2 separate regions of the Capra hircus genome follow, and region 1 is linked to region 2. The links are chromatin contacts, called in public Hi-C maps. All regions are on one chromosome and are shown on one strand. Each heading gives the region's core, a stretch centred on a gene start, on an enhancer-like site or on the middle of the called end of the contact. The rest is flanking DNA. Distances are from core to core; before and after follow the strand shown. Region 1 holds the start of PURB (transcriptional activator protein Pur-beta). Region 2 holds the start of TMED4 (transmembrane emp24 domain-containing protein 4).

The links. Hi-C and Micro-C count contacts between places; a contact is called where the count stands out from the background.
Region 1: a contact with region 2 is called in a Hi-C map of blood, with 4 times the contacts expected there. The contact joins the promoter of PURB here to the promoter of TMED4 in region 2. A contact is called at or near these places in 3 of 5 Hi-C or Micro-C datasets (blood and liver).

Annotation. Positions count from the first base shown.
Region 1 is chr4:43,510,401-43,516,538 of ARS1.2, reverse strand. It overlaps PURB (transcriptional activator protein Pur-beta), which reads left to right and starts at 4,286. Exons shown (of 1, transcript XM_018047039.1): 1 at 4,286-6,138. The coding sequence starts at 4,310. The coding sequence ends at 5,224.
Region 2 is chr4:43,331,548-43,337,692 of ARS1.2, reverse strand. It overlaps TMED4 (transmembrane emp24 domain-containing protein 4), which reads left to right and starts at 1,393. Exons shown (of 6, transcript XM_018047499.1): 1 at 1,393-1,432; 2 at 4,044-4,334; 3 at 4,527-4,627; 4 at 4,740-4,865; 5 at 5,296-5,442; 6 at 5,877-6,145. The coding sequence starts at 1,393. The coding sequence ends at 6,026.

The DNA.
Region 1 (6,138 bases), core at 3,037-5,536, 180 kb before region 2:
AGATGCTAAAGGGCATCACACAAGTGATTCTCAAATGGTTCAGGAGGAAGAAAAACTAGAGAAAGAGAGGTGATGAGGCAAATGTACCATTTGGGGGATCTGGGTGAGAAGGACTATTCCTCAACTGTTCTGAGTTTCAACTTTAAGCATAATAGGAAAAAATAACAGGAAAACAAAGGCGTGACCTACAGTGTCTGACCCCTTTCTCCTTCTCCTGGCCTGAAACCAGGAGAAGGCTCTGGCCATCTGAGGACACTGGCCTCCAGCCTCCTCCCCCACTCCCCTGCCTCACAGGTCTCCCCAGCGCTGGCAAGGCCCGCTGCCATCTGCTGCCTCCTGCTCAGCCTCCAAGCTGCTCCAAGTGGCTGGAGACAGTGAGCTTCTGCCCTGGTCTTAGCAGGATTCTGAGCTGTTTAGGGATTCTCATCCCAGCCAAGCTTCACAGGTCTTCTCGGCCTCCTTCTTGGCATATGGCCTCGCTCTTGGGCACTGGAACAGACGCAGGAACAGCTCCAGCTTCTCTGCTCTCCACCAGAAGCTCCTGTGTCTCTCCTCCTCTCTCCCTGGTATCATGAGCAAAAAGACAGACTCTTGCCTCCCATGGCCCAGCCACACCTCCCATACCCATCTCCAGCTTCATGCTTTTCTTTGTTGGTTACTATTCCGGGTGGCACTAGCAGTAAAGAACCCGACTGCCAATGCAGGAGACATAAGAGACGCAAGTTCCATCCCTGGGTCAGGAATATCTCCTGGAGGAGGAAATGGCAACCCACTCCAGTATTCTTGCCTGGAAAATCCCATGGACAGAGGAGCTTGATGGACTACAGTCCATGGGGTCACAAAGAGTCAGACATGACTGAACGACTAACACACACAATCCCCTCTGTCACCAGGGCAGCTCTTGAACCCATAGTCCTGCTCTCGCTAGCACTGTGACATATGGCTTCCATGCTCTCCCCCAAGGTGGCAGCATCAAAGACAGAATTTAGAATTGGAGACTTGAGCTGCAGCCTCTGCTCCACTCCTTAAGAGCTGTGTGATTCTCCACATATTTTCAGGACGGGCAGGAAGCGTTTGTCAGGTTCAGTGTGAACTGTGACACCTGACCCCTGGCCTCATTCTCTCCCCATCTTTCTCTCTTGTCCCTGTTTCTCTATGCAGCCTTCTGGGAGCTGATGTCAAATCCATGCTGTCTGCTGGCGGCTTCCAAACCAGCATCTCCACAGGTGTCCCTCGTCTTGACTCTTCTGGGTCCCACAGCTGCTTGGACACTCCCCGCCCAGCACCCAGCTGGCTGCTCAGACTTCACATGCCAGTACTTAAGATTCACACTCACTCATGCTGGATTTGCCAAAAGGCAGTCCCAACAAGTGCTTAAGGCCACCAAGAGGTAATAAACTTCCCAGGGAAGAATTTGGTATTGCAAAAATGCATCAAAGCAGCTCTTCCTGTTGGGTCCTGTCTACTGTGAATTTCATAGGGGAGGAAAACCTAACATTTGCAGCATCTGAAGTCTTAGATCAGTGCTCTTACCATCTCGAACAACAGCCTCGACAGCAGTCACTCAGACCACACACTCTAAAACCACCCTTCATGCCTCTCCCCCGTCCCCTCATCTAGTTTTTAAATCTGGTCCTTTCTCATGCCCTCAAAGCCCCAGTGGCTCCTTCTTAGTCAATCAGCTGCATCCAGTCCCCGCTGGCTTGGTTCTGCCAGGTGGTTGCTGCCTCCTGACCAAGCCCACCCGTGCTGTCCTCTGCCATGGCCTCCTCCTCTCCATCACACTCCTGTTCACACAGCCCCAGGGGCTCCCCCTCAACTCAAGCCCACTCTCCTGCCCACAAGTGAAGGCCTCCCCACTGAGCCCAGGTTTAACTGCCTCCAACTCTTTTGTTCACTACCCACTCCTCACAGACTTTGGGCTCCAGCCAAACTAGACTTTTCACCATCTGGGAACACATGTTCCCTCTGCCCAAAATAACCTACATTCATCTCCACCTGTCGAGATCTGTCCTTGAAGGGTTATTTAATGAATAGTACTGGGACAATTGGTCATTTGAAGGAAATTTTTTAGATTCTTCACTTCATACTATTCACCAAAATGTATTCAAGATAAACTAGAGTTAAAGATGAACTAAAGATATATGATATAATCACACCTATTAAAAACTGAACTGTAAAAAGTCTGGGAAATGTATGATTTTCAAATAGATAAAAAGGGAGAAGATGCTAAGCTTAAAATCCAAGAATGAAATTTCAAAGGAAACAACGCAGGAACTTCCCAGGTGGTCCAGTGGTAAAAATTGCATTCCCAATGCAGAGGGCACAGGTTTCATCTCTGGTTGGGGAACTAAGATTCCGCACAGCACAGACAAAAAAAAAGGAAATAAAGCAATGTGTCTAACTCATTAAACAGGATTTGACATTAAAACTGAACTGATAAGGAATGAAAACATGGGTAGAGAGTCCTTCACATGAACTGAGTGTTGGGCTCCCCTATGCAGAAAGTGGTTTGGCTAGCAAGAAATTAGAGAAGGAGCTTATTTCTTCCCTAGGGATTTCATATGTCCAAATTCTCTCCAAGATTGAAATGTTCAAGACCCCAAATTTGATGCTTTCCCCTGGACTCTTCTGTGTTGTTGAGAGGTATTATTCTAATTTTGTTTGTTTGGGTCTTTTTTATGAATCAGGACAAAGGATGATTAAACACTTGGGGAGGGGCTCCCCAGTGGTTTGGTCTCAGAACTTCCAGTATAGGGGACACAGGCTGGAGAACTAATATCCCTCATGACACATCCAAAAAAGAGGGAAAACGTGGGGAGTGCTTCTTCTGTGCCAGGTGAAGTGCTTACTGTGCATTATCTCACTTAATTCTTATAGCAACTCCACAAGATAGTTACTATTATTCCTATTTAACAAGTTATGCAACTAAGGCTTAAGAAGTTAACTGACATACCCAAAACCTCACAACCAGTATGGGATTCAGACCCAGGCAGAATGACTCTTAGCACACACCTCCTCCCATCGAAAGATACACATTTTACTTTTTTTTTTTAATATTTATTAATTAGGCTGGGCTTCCCTGGTGGGTCAACTGGTAAAGAAGCTGCCTTCAACGCGGGAGACCTGGGTTCAACCCCTGGGTTGGGAAGATCTCCTAGAGAAGGGAACAGCTACCCACTCCAGTATTCTGGCCTGGAGAATTCTATGGACTGTACAGTCCATGGGGTTGCAAAGAGTAGGACACGACTGAGCGACTTTCATTTTCACTTTATTTGGCTGTTGCCGGTCTTAGCTGCAGCATTGACATCTTTAGTTACAAGCGAACTCTTGGTTGAAACATGTGGGATCTAGCCCCCTATATTGGGAGCATGGAATCTCAGCCACCAAACCACCAGAAGTCCCATTTTTCACTTTTTAAATCCATTCCTGTTTCTCCACACAATGTAACACATAGAACAAGTATTCTTCCAAGTTAACGTGTAAAATGGTTACCAGTCCCTGTACATACGTGTTTTATAAAAATTAACTCCTTTCCTAAACTCTCCATCCCCACTACCACTACTTAGTTCAGGCCATCATTTTATCTTACGCCGCTGAGACGGTGATGATGTTACCAAGCATGTTCCAGGCACTATGTACGGTATTCCACGAACTAAGAGTACGTATTTATTGAGCACTCACGATAACTCAATCATTATGCTAAACATCACTCACGGATTCTTATACAGCAATCCTATTAGGTTAGTTTGGAGTATCCCCAACATCTTCCTTCCTTCAATTCCTCTTTCATAAATAATAACTGTACTCCGGTGTAATCTCCCTAGAATAAACAGAACTTATATAAAGCGTAATTTGAATCACTTTCGGCTATCTTGTAAAACCACCACCACAAACAAGATGCAGACTGTTTCCGTCGCCCGTAAGCTTCCAGAGTTCCTTCCCAGTTTACCCACCCGGGTCTCCAGGGTCCCCAAATCCCCGCAGACCCGTGACGTCACTGCCCTGCGCCCCGCAGCCGCCGCCTTGCGCGGCGCTTCCGGCAGCGAGGACGTGGGGGCGGGACGGGGCGGCGTCACGGAGGCGCGCGCCGGAAGCTGGCGCGGCGGAAGTGGCGGGGCGGGGCGCGGGGGCGATGGGGGGGCGGCGGCGGAGGCTGCCGGCGATGAACAGCGGGCGCGCGTGAGCGGGCCGGCGAGCGAGGCTGGGGGGCCCGGGAGAGCGAGCCGCAGGGCGGAGGGCAGGGGCGCGAGCGCGGCGGGCGGCGGGCGGCGGCCTGGGCGCGGCGGCGGCGGCGGCGGCCGAGAAGATGGCGGACGGCGACAGCGGCAGCGAGCGCGGCGGTGGCGGGCCCGGCGGCTTCCAGCCTGCGTCCCGCGGCGGCGGCGAGCAGGAGACGCAGGAGCTGGCCTCGAAGCGGCTGGACATCCAGAACAAACGCTTCTACCTAGATGTGAAGCAGAACGCCAAAGGCCGCTTCCTCAAGATCGCCGAGGTGGGCGCGGGCGGCTCCAAGAGCCGCCTCACGCTGTCCATGGCGGTGGCCGCCGAATTCCGTGACTACCTGGGCGACTTCATCGAGCATTACGCGCAGCTGGGCCCCAGCAGCCCGGAGCAAGTGGCGGCGGCGGCGGGCGCCGAGGAGGGCGGTGGGCCGCGGCGCGCGCTCAAGAGCGAGTTCCTGGTGCGCGAGAACCGCAAGTACTACCTGGACCTCAAGGAGAACCAGCGCGGCCGCTTCCTGCGCATCCGTCAGACGGTCAACCGCGGTGGCGGTGGCCCCGGACCCGGCGGCCTGCAGAGCGGCCAGACCATTGCGCTACCCGCCCAGGGCCTCATAGAGTTCCGCGACGCGTTGGCCAAGCTCATCGACGACTACGGCGGCGAGGACGACGAGCTGGCGGGTGGCCCGGGCGGCGGCGCCGGAGGCCCTGGGGGCGGCCTGTACGGGGAGCTCCCGGAAGGCACTTCCATCACGGTGGACTCCAAGCGTTTCTTCTTCGACGTGGGCTGTAACAAGTATGGAGTGTTCCTGCGCGTGAGCGAGGTGAAGCCGTCCTACCGCAACGCCATCACGGTCCCTTTCAAGGCCTGGGGCAAGTTCGGGGGCGCGTTTTGCCGGTATGCGGATGAGATGAAAGAGATCCAGGAGCGGCAGAGGGATAAGCTTTATGAGCGACGCGGCGGGGACGAGTCAGAGGGAGAGGAGGTGGATGAGGATTGAAACGCGCGGCTTCCTCCCCTACGGGCCTCCCCACCCCACCACCGTTTCCTTGGCTAGAGAGCTCCCCTTCCTATTCATCCCCAGTGAGCTAGTGGAGGGGAAGCAAGGGAGGCCCCGGAGGAGGAAAACAATTTTAAATAATATAGTTAATTAAGAGAAATAACCATAAGAGAACAGTCAGGACAATTAGAGAAAAGCGGTAAAGTTCCAAGGAATTGACAGCAACCTGCAAAGAGAGGATAACAGTGTCTCCTCACCTGAGCAGAAGTCTCAGCGTCTCTTCCTTCCCAGCTAAGATTCCTAAATCCATCGGGATAACCCTGGATGGGAGAGATCCTGCACGCTGGCCAAGGAACACCTCGAGTTACCCAGACCCGTTGATGACAGCTCAATTTGTGTTATATTTGGGTAACCTGGTCTAAAGATCTTTCTAGACCTCATTGTTGCAGTGTCTATCCCTTCACCTCCATTGAAATCAGCGTTTTGGATCTAGATCTTCATGGAATTCTTGCGAAGAGAGAGGCCTTTGCAGTTACCCAGTCCTGAGGGTACAAGTTTCATGAAAAGGAATGCAACTTTACGTAATCATAGACAGGGCAAAATAAGAATTCAAGAAGCCACCAGGGACAGAAACAAATTGGATCCAGTTTTAAATGGTTTTGCATAGAACCTGGACAAAGGCCCATGTCTTGTCTTTGCAGAATTATTTTCCGGGATGCAAATGGATTCAGATGTCAGTCCTTGAACTAGAATCCCTTACTATAATGTTTTGGAAGTTGGCAGATTTTTTTCAAAGATAAAAGCAGTTTTACATTGGGGGTTGCTGAGGTAGGCACAAGAAGAAATCAGGCATAAAGCACAAGGAAAACTGTTTGAGTGGATTGGTTGCTGCTCACTAAAGTTCTTCCCCGATC
Region 2 (6,145 bases), core at 144-2,643:
CCTGTGTTCCCTGCATTGGCAGGCAGATTTTTTACCACTGAACCACCAGGGAAGCCTTGTTATTATTTGTTAATAGTAGTCATCCTAATCTGTGTCTCTCATAAAGACACTTGTCATTGGACTTAGGGCCCACATAGATAATCCAGGATTATCTCATCAAGATCCTTAATTATATTTGCAAGATCCTTTCTCCAAGTAAGGTGACATTCACAGGTTCTGGGGACTCAAACATTGACATATCTTTGGGGGACCACCATTCAACTCATTATACTCCCTTTATTCTCCTCCCTGATACTTTCCTCCATCTGACATGCTATATGTTTACTCATATATCTTGTTTATTGATAGACAATAATCAAAATAAATCTGCAAGGACAAGGATTTTTGTTTCCTTCACCAGTGTGTTCCCAGGGTTTAACAGTGTCTGGTACAAATGGCTACTCAGCAGATACTGGTTGAGTGAATGGCTAGCTAGCCTAGGTCAAGGCTTGCAGGAATTTCTTCCTCCCACCTTTGAAGGGTAAAGGTCTGGGACCAGGGGAATTAGATTACCTAAGACAGGTTTCTTCCTGTGGGGAATGCAATCTTTTTTTTTTGGTTGTGCCATGCAGGATTTTAATTCCCCAACTAGTGATTGATCTCTAACCCTCCTACAGCAGAAGTACAGAGTCTTAACCACTGGACCACCGGGAAAGTCCCAATAATAATATTACCCATCAATCAGGACCAATTCCAGGGTTCTTTTTAGGAAAAAAATACAGATACCATTTTTTGCTAAAGTGATTTAAAATTCCTTGGATAAATGGTTGATTTTATGCCTATGGCAGGAAATGTACAAAATGGAAAACAAGGAAGATCCTACAGACTACTACAATTGTGTCAAAAGGGTATAGCAAAACAATGTTTTATTGGAGAATTTGAGCATTAAAAAGGGTAATGGGTTTAACGCACTGAAACACACTTACTGTAAATCCTCACTGGCTCCAGATTTGTTTGAAGGATATACCAAGGGCAGAGAAACATGTTAAATATCACATGAAGAAACAACCAAATTCAGAATGTGGAAAATTCTATGGGTCAAATGATCAAGTTGCTTCAATAAGTAGATGGCATCACCATCATCAACAATGGAAAGGGAAGGGGAATTGCTTATCCACAGATTTGGCTTCCTGTGGTCCACAGCAGTCTGAAAATATTAAATAGAAAATTCCAGAAATAAATAACTCATAAATTTTAAATTGCTCACAGTTCTGAGTAGTATGGTAAATCTTGCTCTGTCCTGCCTGGGACAAGAATCATCTCTTTGTCCAGGCATATCCTGCCTGGTTATAGTGGCCCTCTTAGTTATCAGACTGGCTGCACCACTATCACAGTGCTTAGGTTTAATTAACAATGACCCCAAAGTGCAAGAGTAGTGATGTTGGCAATTCAGGTAAGCCAGAGAGAAGCTGCAAAGTGCTTCCTTTAAGTGAAAAGGTGAAAATTCTCAACTTACTATGAAAAGGTGAAAATTCTCAACTTACTAAGAAAAAAAAAATCTTATGCTGAAGTTGTTAAGATAAATGTTAAAGGGTGAATCTGTGAAACTGTAAAGAAAGAAAAATTCTTGCTGGTTTTGCTATTGAACCTCAAACTGCAAGTTACAACCACAACATGATTCCTGCTTAGTTAAGATGGAAAAGGCATTAAATTTGTACAACAAAACATTCTGATACCATATTCACATAACATTACAGTATAATGTTCTATTTTGCTATTAGTTATTGTTAATTTCTCACTGTGCCTAACTTATAAATATTACCATGGGTATGTATAGAATAAAACACACGGGCGGGGGGGGGGCGGGGGGAGAGAGAGAGAGATTTTGGCACTATCTGTGGTTTCAGGCAGTCACTGGAAGTCCTGGACCATATATATCCCCTTTAGATAAGGTGTGACTACTATATATCAAAAGAGGTTTAAAAGACGTATCAATGAATGTAGTAAATAGACCTTTTTAACAATCCAAAGTTTATTGAGATAGGGGTGGGGGAACTGAAAATATACTAAGTAGTAGACTTATTAAAGAATTATTTTTGTTTTGGGTGTGATAATGTTATTTTTAACACTCCTTATTGGCTAGAAATACACTGGAATATTTATAGGTAAAATTATATGATGTCCAGGCAATCTTTAACACACTTCAGGAAAAAAATGCAGAAATGGATAAATAAGGCAAAATTTTGATTGCTGTTGAAACTGGTTGCTAGTATATGAAAGCTCATTGTATTCTCTTAATAAAAATTTTAAGACAAACTTTCAACCTTCCTTTGCTCTAATTCCATACCCAGTAAGGACCTTTCTGGCTTCTTTTTGGCCTTCCTCTGTTCCACAAGAGGAATGCTCTCATTAGGAGATGTAAACATGCCTCATAGACCTCCTCATTCTAAGTTTTCCTCAAGACTTTCCCTCAATTTTCTTAGCCCAGATACTCATTCTCAAGTTGCACCAGTTTGTTCAAAGAAAAGAAGGTGAAGGGCACAGAACCTTGGAAAAGGGAGGAACCTGCAGAGGTCGTCACTTAAACAAGACGACTGTCCCCTACTGAATATGGATGAGACCAGAAGTTGTCCGCATGACTGACTGCTGATTGTGGCCAGACTGTGACTTGTCCATTTCATTAAAGCTGAGCCATATGCTAATATTTAAAAATCAGATTTCATACTTAAATTTCCAGCTGCTAAAAAAAAAGATCTTATTTTCCGTCCTCACCGCACAACTGCTGCTGCTCAGGAAAGGTTTCCTTGTAAAACTTCTTTAATGCCACTAGGATATTTGTCTTGGTTCAATCCTACTTTTTAAGAGAGAAATAGGAACATATCCAATACTATGCAGATTCCTGGGTGGGGAAGACCCCTGGAGAAGGAAATGGCAACTCACTCCAGTATTCTTGCCTGGAGAATCCCATGGACAGAGGCTGGCAGGCTACAGTCTGTGAGGTCGCAAGAGCCGGACACGACTTAGTGACTAAACCATCACAACACTAAGCACGATAAGAATGATTTTTACAGAGTTTGTATTTAGGAAGGATGGGAAGCAGCAGAACAAGCTCTGGGCCCCCACCTGTACTTGTCACGGGCCCATCAGACCCACGAGGCTGGATTTTGTTCTGCTTCACATCTCTCTCCACTGTGAGCCCTAAACCACTGTGAAACAGTCGAGCAGACCCACACCCCAAGGGACTGTATGTTCCAAATCTTCACCTAGAAGACAATGAGCAGTTGGACAAGTTAAGAGAGAACAGTAAGGGCTGGAAACACAGGCGGAGACGCCGCCAAACCTCGCCCTGTGGGTGCAGTCTAGTGACCACTGGACCGTCTCTATTCGTCCCTCCTCCCACACATTTCTCACCTTTAGCCCAATCTCCACTTTCTCTTCCTGGTAGGCACCCCCGGGTGACTATCTGTGAGCACTTCGGTGTATACCCTAGCAGAGGAGTCTCAGAAAATAATCATTGCCACACCGTCATCTCAAGCAACAAAACCGATAAACTCCTAAAATCTGGAACACCTAAACCTGTTGGCCCCCCAAGGCTTGGAAAACCGTTTCCTGTAGGTCTGTTTGGAGCCCCACCCAGGTGAGGCTTCCACCCCGGGGTCATGGCTTCCAGAGGCTAGGTGACGCCTGAGGCTCCTACACGACTTCTCACACCGGTATCCTAGTCGGGGTCTTGGGAATGCTCTGTGGGTCCCCGGACTCCGACTTTCCTTTCCTCGGTAGACCTCCAGTTCGGAAGCCTAGGTCAACCCAATCTTCCGGATACGGGACCCAAACCTCTGCGCAGGCTGACGGGGTAAGCACCAGGGGCGAAGGAGGTGTCAGCGTTTCCGTACTCTTGCTCTGCCACGCCGCGTTTGCTGGGAGCAAGGCGCAGGTGCGCGCATGCGCACCGAGCTGAAGCCTCTTGGCAGTGGACGGAGCCCACTGAGCCTCCAAAGAGCGGGAGGGACCAGCCACTCTGCGTGTGCGCACCCTCCCCTCGGCCCTGTAACTTGGCCTAAAAGACGCGGGCGGGGCGGGGCGGAGCGGACGCAGAACTGGAGTCACCGCGCAAGCGCGTCCTGCGCCTGGCCTTTCTGCGTCGTCAGGGAGCGGGGCGCAGGTGCGCGCATGCGCACTGGGCAGAGCGCGCGCGTTGGCAGGTGTCTGGGCTGGGCGTCGGCGGGCAATGGGGTTGCCGGCGTTGCTGCTCCTTGCGCTGTGCGCGGCAAGCGCCCGGGGGCTTTATTTCCACATCGGCGAGACCGAAAAGCGCTGCTTCATCGAAGAAATCCCCGACGAGACCATGGTCATCGGTCAGGCGGGGCGAGGGTGGATCGGGCCCTGAGTTGTCCCCAAGACGCCGTCGGGCTCTCCGCTCGCAGCGGCACTCTGAGGACGCCGGACGGTGACCGGGCGAGCAGTGCCCTCGTCTGGCGTCCCGGGAGCCGCGGAGTGTGGGAGCTGGACGGACTAGGCGGGTTGTGACTGCTCTGTCTGTTCCGCAGGGAACTATCGCACCCAGATGTGGGATAAGCAGAAGGAGGTCTTCCTGCCCTCGACCCCCGGCCTGGGCATGCATGTGGAGGTGAAAGACCCTGAAGGCAAGGTAGGGCCATCTTCACTAGAGCTCTTGGGGTGGACAGAGCTCATAAGACTCGAGCTTGCACTTGGCGAGGTTAGAGTAAAGGTGTGGGCTTTCACTGACTACTCTGTTGCAGGTGGTGCTCTCCCGGCAGTACGGCTCAGAGGGCCGCTTCACCTTCACTTCCCACACTCCTGGTGACCATCAGATCTGCCTGCACTCCAACTCTACCAGGATGGCTCTCTTTGCTGGCGGCAGACTGGTAACAGTTTTCTCTTGGCCATAGCTCAGAATCTGTCACTTGGTTCCAAAGTTTTATTAAAGAACCTGCCTGCCAATGCAGGAGACCAAGAGATGCAGGTTCCATCCCTGAATCGGGAAGATCCTTTGGAGAAGGGCAGGGCAACCCACTCCAGTATTCTTGCCTGGAGAACCCATGGACAGAGGAGCCCAGCTGGCTGCGGTCCACAAGGTCACAAAGAGTGGGACATAACTGAAGCGACTTAGCAAGCATGCACATCATTTATACTCTTTGTGGCACAGTTACAAGTAAGAAATAGACGTTGCCCTTCTGTCCCACAGGGACAAGAGTATGTTCCATAGCCTGCAACAGACCATCAGAGGTTGCATCACTTAGACATCATAACCTCACAATGGCTCTGACTTTGGGGTCCAACCTTATTTCCTCCTAGCGTGTGCACCTAGACATCCAGGTTGGGGAGCATGCCAACAACTACCCTGAGATTGCTGCCAAGGATAAGCTGACGGAGCTGCAGCTCCGAGCCCGCCAGCTGCTTGATCAAGTGGAGCAGATCCAGAAGGAGCAGGATTACCAAAGGGTAAGGGCATGTCACTGTACTTGGCCATGGCAGTTGACCTTTATACCCATTAGACCTCCTGGAAGTTTTCTCTTGGGGCTTTCCCTACTTGGGAAGTAGGCTGTTCAAAGACTGGAATGGAGGGTATCAGTGCAGAGAGCCATTTTTCAACTCTGTAAATAAAATGTAGAGAGGACAATTCATACTCTAGCAATAGCCATTGCCTGCCTCCTTATTTTGGGATATTGCTTGAAATGGTTTAAGAGTGTGATTTCTGTCCTAGCAGAGAAGCTCATGGAGGGGCAGCATGATGGGGCACTCCCAGGGGAATCAGAGGCAGTATTTCAAAAGGTGTTTGGTCCCATAGTTGAACAGTGGCATGGGAGGGAAGGACCTCACAACAGCTGAGACTGTCTCTCCCGCACATTTAATCCTGGGTCCATTGTCCCATGCAGTATCGTGAAGAGCGCTTCCGTCTGATCAGTGAGAGCACCAACCAGAGGGTCCTGTGGTGGTCCATCGCGCAGACTGTCATCCTCATCCTCACGGGCATCTGGCAGATGCGTCACCTCAAGAGCTTCTTTGAGGCCAAGAAGCTGGTGTAGTGTCCTCACCACGTGCCCCTTTGCTGTCGCCTCAGTTATTTGGTACTTTCCCCACCCAATATCTTATCCACCTGGATTCTGAGGGAAAAAAAGTGAAAAAAGAATATAAGCCACATTGG